Linked DNA regions of Rattus norvegicus: region 1 is linked to region 2. The links are chromatin contacts, called in public Hi-C maps. All regions are on one chromosome and are shown on one strand. Each heading gives the region's core, a stretch centred on a gene start, on an enhancer-like site or on the middle of the called end of the contact. The rest is flanking DNA. Distances are from core to core; before and after follow the strand shown.

Evidence for each region. Hi-C and Micro-C count contacts between places; a contact is called where the count stands out from the background.
Region 1: a Hi-C map of the A7r5 cell line shows a contact between it and region 2, with 4 times the contacts expected there. The contact joins two enhancer-like sites. A contact is called at or near these places in 5 of 12 Hi-C or Micro-C datasets (the A7r5 cell line, Schwann cells, frontal cortex and 2 more) and 1 of 1 datasets of contacts at active chromatin or transcription factors (oligodendrocytes).

What each region holds. Positions count from the first base shown.
Region 1 is chr18:35,830,456-35,834,564 of GRCr8, forward strand. All of the region lies in intron 20 of Jakmip2 (janus kinase and microtubule interacting protein 2), which reads right to left. All of the region lies in intron 1 of LOC120098288 (a long non-coding RNA gene), which reads left to right. Among named protein-coding and RNA genes, the nearest start is that of Dpysl3, 100 kb to the left of the region's middle. Within about 2 kb of position 1,331, at least 8 of the 93 cell types and tissues checked have an H3K27ac peak or open chromatin away from gene starts, as enhancers often do. A contact at or near this core is called in the A7r5 cell line, where this site is marked.
Region 2 is chr18:35,492,763-35,496,989 of GRCr8, forward strand. No RefSeq gene overlaps it. Among named protein-coding and RNA genes, the nearest start is that of Stk32a, 15 kb to the right of the region's middle. Within about 2 kb of position 2,914, at least 6 of the 93 cell types and tissues checked have an H3K27ac peak or open chromatin away from gene starts, as enhancers often do. A contact at or near this core is called in the A7r5 cell line, where this site is marked.

The DNA.
Region 1 (4,109 bases), core at 81-2,580, 340 kb after region 2:
CACTGGTTTTGAAGCAGTAGTACCCAGCTCTTGGCTTTTTGCCCAGGTTGTCTTGGCTTTTGTTTGATCTGCTTCCATCACCTGTAACCCAAGTCTGCAAAGGAGAACTTCAGTTTTGTCCATTGTTATTTTGAGAGGTGATTGAGATGTAATCAAGGGCCTTGTACATGTCACACATGCCCTCTGCCAGGGGGCTACATCTTCAGTCTCTGCTCAAGAGCAGAATAAACTGCTGAGGTTTCTTTGTTTTTGTTTTATTTTGTGTTTGTTGTCGTTTGTTTGTTTGTTTCTGTAGTTATGAGGCAGCTAAGACATTTCTCGTGGTTAATTGAGAATCAAACCATCAGTGGGCAGGGATCCTGAAGACACAGGTGTCAGAAGAAATCATCTTTCTCTTCTATACTCCTGCCCTTTAATGTGACGAGCTCCCACAATGCCCTTCAGCGTTGCACCATTCTACACTAACCAACTAAAAGTCATACTAACAAAAGTGTGACTTACTGCATCCTTACTGTGTCCTAACCACTCAGTAGTTATTATTTGATTAGTAGCTTATTTAATTCTCATCACAGCAAAGTAAGTGGATTTTATCCCCTCATCTTACGTGTAAGAAAATGACAGTTTCGAATGGCTAAGTTCCCTACCCCCCTGAATTAGATATCCCTAATGACGTTGAGAGGAATGGGACCACGTTAGACTAACTGCTATGGAAACAATTACATCGCCTTCAAATAGAGTAGAGAGAAAAGTGCAGAGGAGGTTGACACTGGTGGATCATTAGTTTCCTTCTATTTGAACTGAAAGTGAAATGGAAGCTCCCAGCATACTTCCTCATAGCAGTGTTTGTATGACTGAGAGCAGGGGCACACTGAGAAGCCAGGATATTTTGTTACAGTGCCATTGATAGTTGGGAATGTTGGGCTGATGGGACTAAAGTGTCTGAAGCCAACATTTGTAAGACAAGTCAATTACGGCTGCTTTCTATTCTTGTGCTGCTTGGGAGGTAACTATGTTTTAAGAACTCATCCCTAATTCTTTCCTTTGAAAGTTCCTCTAGGGAAACAGAGTATGTTTTGGTAATGACATTTAAAACATAACACTGTAATTTTACAAAAGAAAAAACAATCAAAGGTTCCTACACTGTAAGAGGATCCTAGACACAATAGCATGCCATCCCTGTCTGGTCCCTGGGGAGCTTGCTTCAGAAGTGGGAATTTAGGGAATAACTCTGCTGAACTTCCTTGACCCTTTTTGTCTGGGTCTGGAGTAAGTTTGTGTGATAGGTCATGGACATTCCCAGGTCTTTGTGTTTACAGAAGAATTTGCTCGCCAAGTGAAACTGAACCCCTGGAAATGGGAGGCTGCAAATTCAGATGGTGGAGGCTGTTTGCAGAACAGTGGTCATTGCAACACTTGACTTTAGGCTGTCATTCCAGATGGATGTTTGAAAGAAAAAGAAAAAGAAAACAAAAAATCCCCACAAGTCAGCCTTCGAAGCACTTGGCATACATGTTTTTCCTGGGCAAATGCTCCCTCCTGTGGCCAGATAGTAGAATACAAAGAAATAGAATTAACAGGGAGGACACCCAGGAAATAATGGGCATAAAGTACAGTGTTGTACCCAGAAGAAACAGGTACACAGTACAGTATAGGGCATTGCAGTGTGGTAGTTTATTTGGGAATACCTTCTTGTTTAAGGAAAAATAAAACCTTCTTCAGCACAAGACGATAAAGCCAGAAAGGTAGAAGAAAGAAAGGGAAAGAGAAAGGAGGGAAGCAAGGAAGGAAGGAAGGGAGGGAGGGAGAAAGGAAGGAAGGAAGGAAGGAAGGAAGGAAGGAAGGAAGGAAGGAAGGAAGGAAGGAAGGAAGGAAGGAAGGAAGGGAAAGTTTAACAAAGAGAGTAGCAAAGCAAGCAAAAAGCCCATTTACTTCCACTAAAGCATCCTGGTTTATATCTCTCTTTTTCTATGGAGCCATCTCTGATCACTCAAATGACATGAGAGCCCTCCATGAATAGTCCAATACAGAAAGGCAAAACGAAAGTAATTTAGGAAGACTCTGTTCGTGACAAGGACCTGTGCTAGATGCAAAGGTGGGGCAGCATAAAACAACTCTCCGATTTAATTAGGGAATCGAGTGGAAAAGCACAAAACCAGTAGCAGGAAAGTATACTAGGTGTATAGGGAACAAGTACACACTATTTTATCTAATTACGTGTTCTTAAAATGTTCTTACTGATGCATATTCATTGTACATAATGCTGCTTCATAAAATTCTGACTATATTCCTGTCTTTTACCATCTTCTTTCTATCCATTCCAATCTGTCCTGTCACTCCTTTCCTTCCCTTCTACTGTTACATATTATATATGCATGTAATGTGTATATATTGAAATGTACACATACACATATATTATGTATTATGTATAACACACACACACACACACACACACACACACACAGTTTTATGTATCCATGAGTTAAAAAAGGTGGTGGCTAAGGTACATCATCAGCTATAAGGCTTATGCAGGTGAGGGGGAAATGAGAGAATTCCTGCCCAGGAGGAGCATAAGTAAAATCTAGAGCAGGCATTTGACTTAAAGCCTGAGCAGGTACCAACCCTTCAAACCTGCCATGGTTTTCCACATCAGATTGCAAGATATACTTGCTTTGCTGATACTTCAAAAGTTGCATTTATGCATTTTTCCATACAGTAGACCATAATTTTACCCAGAGGTTCTAGGATATACAGTGGTGACCATGTAGAGCAGTCTTGCTCAGTCCCTATATCTGGTGGCTCTACAATGCATAGGGCAGCCATAAGTAGTGAGGAGCAGGGAGGTAAGCTCTAGAATAAAGGTGTTAAGCACCTGGCACAATTACCCTTCAAACTTGCCGCAGAAGAGGGATCCAGCTCTTTGTCAATGATTGTAAACCCTGCCTCAGTCTCCTTGTAAGTATGCCTGTGGTAGACAGCATACATTGGAGCTTTCATAGGCATGACCATAGAAGATGTGTGCTTCTTATTCTTGATGTTGAATTTCTTTCACAAAATTATACTGTCAATCTTAATTTGCCTTGCGCAGCTTTTATAAAAAGTTTATGAGTTGAATTATATTTTTAATTGGATATTTTTCATTTATTTACATTTCAAATTTTATCCTCTTTTCCAGTTTCCTGTCCATAAACCTATCCCATCCCCCTCCTCCTTCTTCTATGAGGGTGTTCCCCTACCCATCCACCCACCCCTTCCCACCTCTCCGCCCTGACATCCCTTTACCCTGGGGGGTCCAGTCTTAGTAGGATCAAGGGCTTCTCCTCCCATCGGTGCCCAACAAGGCCATCCTCTGTTCCATATGCAGACATGGGTCTGTCCATGGGTAGTGGTTTAGTTCCTAGAAGCTTTGGTTGGTTGGTATTATTGTTCTTATGGGGTTGCAAACACCCTCAGCTCCTTTAATCATTTCTCTAATTCTTCCAATGGGACCCCGTTCTCGGTTCAAATTATATTTTTTAAGAAAAAAAAAGATCTTATGAATAACACAAGGTAAAAGCTTTTATTTTTTTTAAAAAATGCAGTTTGTTTTATTTTTCATAGAAACTAAAACACCAGAGTTCATTGATTGCTATATTAAATACATAAATTATAAAATAACCGTTCATAAAACTTTACATACAATAAATGGATTCCGATCTCTATGGTGATACATACAGCACATGTACCTGTCCCGTGAACCTCAGACAATCCCTCTGCTGCATTCAATCAAGTTCTGCCTCTCATCAGTAAGCACTGAAGTGGCCTACTAGTCATGCTGTGATAGGAAGGACCTGAACTAATGCAGGCAATCGTAGGAATGCTTTGGAAACCAGCCCCCTGGCTACACTAACTCAATAGATACACAAGGAATTGTGGATTCAAATATGTTCCCTGTAAACTCAAATCCTCACAGAATTAAATACTATAGGTTAGATCATGCACAGAAGCTTCTGGAAATGCAATTTTAGTTGAGAAAAGCATAGGACCTTTGATTGATATTAATACTGTAAATTGTGCTGGGCGTTTTATTGAGATGCTAGGGAACAAAACGTTCTGCTTAGAGGACAGGGTCG
Region 2 (4,227 bases), core at 1,664-4,163:
CGTTCAATTCCCAGCAACGACATGGTGGCTCACAACCACTTGTAATGAGATCTGATGCCCTCTTCTGGCATGTAGCTGTACATGCAGCTAGAGTACTCATACATAAAAATAAATAAATAAGTCTAAAACATTTGATCTAAGAGGTGTTAAATGTACACATGCCACACACACACACACACACACACACACACACACACACACACACTTATACATCCTTTCATCAGACTCAAGGAAGTTTGCCCATAAAGTTTCTCAGTTTAGTTTTTGCAGCAGCTTACGAAATGCTAGACAATGGAGTCCTAGGTCGAGGCTCTAGTAGTTGGTGAAGCTGTTCTAATGTGTCCTCAGGACCCATAGTGGAATGCATCAGGACAAGAGAGTGAGCAACCTCCAAGGGAAACCCTTCTAATAGTGGTATTAACCATTGTGGGGGGGGCTCACCTCTCAATTCAGGAGCTCTGGACATGCAAAGGAGCTAAATATAAACAATCTGTAGCATTGTTCCACTAAAAACTAAACTAAAAGTTTAACAGACTAGAATCCCAACACTAAAAGTACTAGTTTCCTTTTGCTAAAATCTGAAAAAAAAAAAAAAAAACCCAATCGTTAGAGTCCAGAACACTCAACTCCAGCTAGGGCTCTATGGCACCACACTCAGCTAGAGGGAACATGGGAAAGCAGGCAAACAGCCAACTGAGTACGTAACAAAGCAAGACAACGAGCCATATAACAAAGAAGTAAAGGGAAGGTCAAAGACCACAGTGACAATAAAGTTTGGGCTTGAGTACTGGAAACTTGTATTCTTTTAATCACCAGATATTTACTAAGCACTTTCTGTGTGCTGTCACTTACATACATGTGAAGAAGTCAGGACATAACCTAGAAATGATCCCAGGACTAGATTGAACTTCTGGAAATGGCCCAATAAAGGACTCCAACTGTTAAAACCATGACTCTGTGTTCCTGGCTGTTCCAGAATGCTGAGTCATCCAAGACTCCCAACTCATGTGTTTCAGGAGTGCTATCTCCGCCAAAGTACCCATATTGGAAATTTAATCCCCAGTGCAACTGTGTTCAGAGACTGGAACCAAGGCAGGTGTTTAGGTCAGGTGGCTAAAAGCCCATATGGATGGATTCATGCACTTGTATGTCAGGTGGAAGGATTGTTTGATTTGTCTACTGTTCTGTCATGACAGAACATAGCAGTTCATAGGCATCATGAAAGCAGAGAGACTAGACCCTAGGCTTTTGAATTCCCAGCCTCTAGAACAGTGGTTCTCAACCTGTGGGTTGTGACCCCTTTGGCAATGAATGACCTTAGGGGTTCCCTAAGATCATATACCATACCAGATATTTTCATTAAGATTCATAGCAGTATCAAAATTATCGTTATGAAGTAGCAACGAAAATAATTTTATGGTTGAGAGTCATCCCAACATGAAGAACTATATTAAAGGGTTGCAGCATTAAAAAGTTGAGAAACACTTCTCTAGAATTAGAAAGAGTAGATCAACGATTCGACCTCAGGAGCTGTTCTGTAGAAGCCTAAGCAAAGGCAAGAGTTTCCTTGACTAATGGGGACAGGAAGCCCTTACAACTCCCCAAGCCAGAATGACCCTCTCACTTATATACAGACTGGAATGAAACTGTTGAGTGGGTTCAAACTCTCAAGCAAAGTTAAAATTATATGAAATAAAACCGCATAAAAATTAATCACTGTAAGACTAGACATACCCTTCAATTATTCTGCCCCAGAATTCTTTAATAAAACTGAATATATGTTTTATTATATTGTATATTAATTTTATTTGTTAAACTTTAATATATTTATATAATATATTACATATGCATACATAGTATATTCTATTAATATAAAATATATGAACATAAAGTAATCTTATATTTCCACAGTAAAGGTTTACAGTCAAGAAACAAGTGAATTCGATTCATTCTAATAAGACACATGACATTTTCAGAAGGAAGTCAAGCTTCATGATAGGAGATATAATTACAACTTTTAGAATATAAATATGCTGCCCTAGTCTGTCTCTATGGAGAAATAATTATTCCACAAAGTCAATCAAATGAATAGCTGTTGCTGTGTGGTCAGATCTAGATGGCTCTAATAGGAAGCAGGCTAGACTCAGTAATCATCATTTGACCATGAAAAGGGAAGTTCACCATGTCAAGAGAAATGAGTGTGGTTCATAAAAAGTTGCACCTGAAGAATGGGATAGACATTACAATGGGGAGAGAATGGGGTTTACTACAATTTTAACAAAATTTTATAATGATTATACTTCGAAAGTGCTAAGTTTTTTAAAAAAGAAAATTATAGCAATCTCACAAACAGTAATGATTATTACATATATTGCTAAAATAGTCCTTGTAAATTATGTACATGTATTTAAATGAAGTAAATATTTATTCTTTAATTTTAATAATTTTAAAAGTGTCAAAAAGTTTATTGAAACTTCATAGCAAAAATTTAAAAAATATAACATCTATTATATCATGTATTATTTGAGGAAAGAGTTTTAAAGCCACAATCAAATCACAGAATATAAGTGTTTGTATTTACAGTTTCAGGTTTTTACATGTATATTATATTTCAGTGACACATTTACTAAAAAAATCTCTAATAGTAACATACTATTGTAGTAAGTTTTAAACTAAGATTTGAGAAAGACTTCTGCCTTGGAATATAGCAGTACTTTAAAAAAAAACCTTTGACTAGTAATTATTAAATTCTAAGATTGCAAAAGGGTTATTTCCCATAACCACAGGAAAATATCATCCTTCAGTTCTTGGCAAGTCTTTTACAGAGAAGTCTGGGGTACACAATGGGTGGTGTGAGGGGAAGCCGGGAAAAGGCAAAGGAAATGCGAACATTGGCAGCCCAGTGTTCACTCCAGAAAACACAGTGGCCGTGATCTCCATTCCTTTGGAATGAAAGGGAGCTATTTATAACACAAAGATTTTTTTGTGCCGTATTATTAAGTTAATATACGTACTGGCAATGGCGTTTTGTTTGGATACCACCAATAATTTGGAAGGGTATACTTAGTAGATAGTTACAGGCTTTAAGAAGGAAAGGGTGTCTGTGGCTAAATTGAAACTAATTGGGGCAAATGAGGGTCTCTGTCATAAACCACTAATAGTACCTCTTATTATCATGTTTACATAAGTATTGCAATTAACTAAGGAATTTCACCGGGACACAGTGCACCATTTACCCTCAGATCTCCTCTGGCAAAACAGTTACAAGGCTCTCTTTATGCCACAGATAAAGGAGGTGTTGAATGTGACAAGCACACAAGCCAGGCTGAAACAGAAACCAGGTATCTTTAATCTTTGACAGTACTTTGATTTTTGCTTGAAAGATACTACCTCCATAGTCGTAAAGGTTTTAGGGAAATGAGGACAGAATGGTGCTTGCGATTCTTATCCGCCTTGTGTATTCCAACGGTGGGAGTTGCATCACCTAAGACTGAGCAATTCTAAATATGGGGAAATGGCCAGTGCCTTGGTTACTTGTTGCTATGATAACATATCTGACAAGAGAAATGGAAGGGAGGGAGGGACAGAGAGAGGGATGACTTCAAACCTTTATCCTAGCTGCCTAGAAAGGAGTCTTTTCCTAGCTGCCTTCAGATGAGGATGTAGAACTCTCAGCTCCTCTTGCTGATGTCTGGATACTGCCTTGCTCCCTTTTGATGATATTGGACTGAACCTCTGAACCTGTAAGACAGCCCCAATTAAATGTCCTTATAAGAGTTGCCTTGGTCATGGTGTCTGTTCACAGCAATAAAACCCTAACTAAAACAAGTCTATTGTAGTAGAGGAGGCATAGTGACAGAAATAAGGGGAACTGTGCACACTGCATCCACAGCCACGAAACAGAAAGGAATGGCTGATGATATCCCTCCCATCCCCAGCTCAGCCCTCAGCCCATAGAATAGCCATTTGTAGGATAGCTCTTCCCATCTTATTTCATCCAATCTGGAGACTCCCTAAAAATATTTCCAGAGGTTTATCTCTTATGTGATCCTGGATCTTGTAAGTAGGAAATATCAACCACCACTGCTGATATAATTTAGGAATCCTTAAACTATGATCAGCACTGTTGTGGGTAGACATGGTCTGATGTTGACATTTGCCCATGGCCCTAGGCTTATGTTCTTGATGTTGAGAGTCATTTGTTGAATTACTGGAGGGTACAGGGAG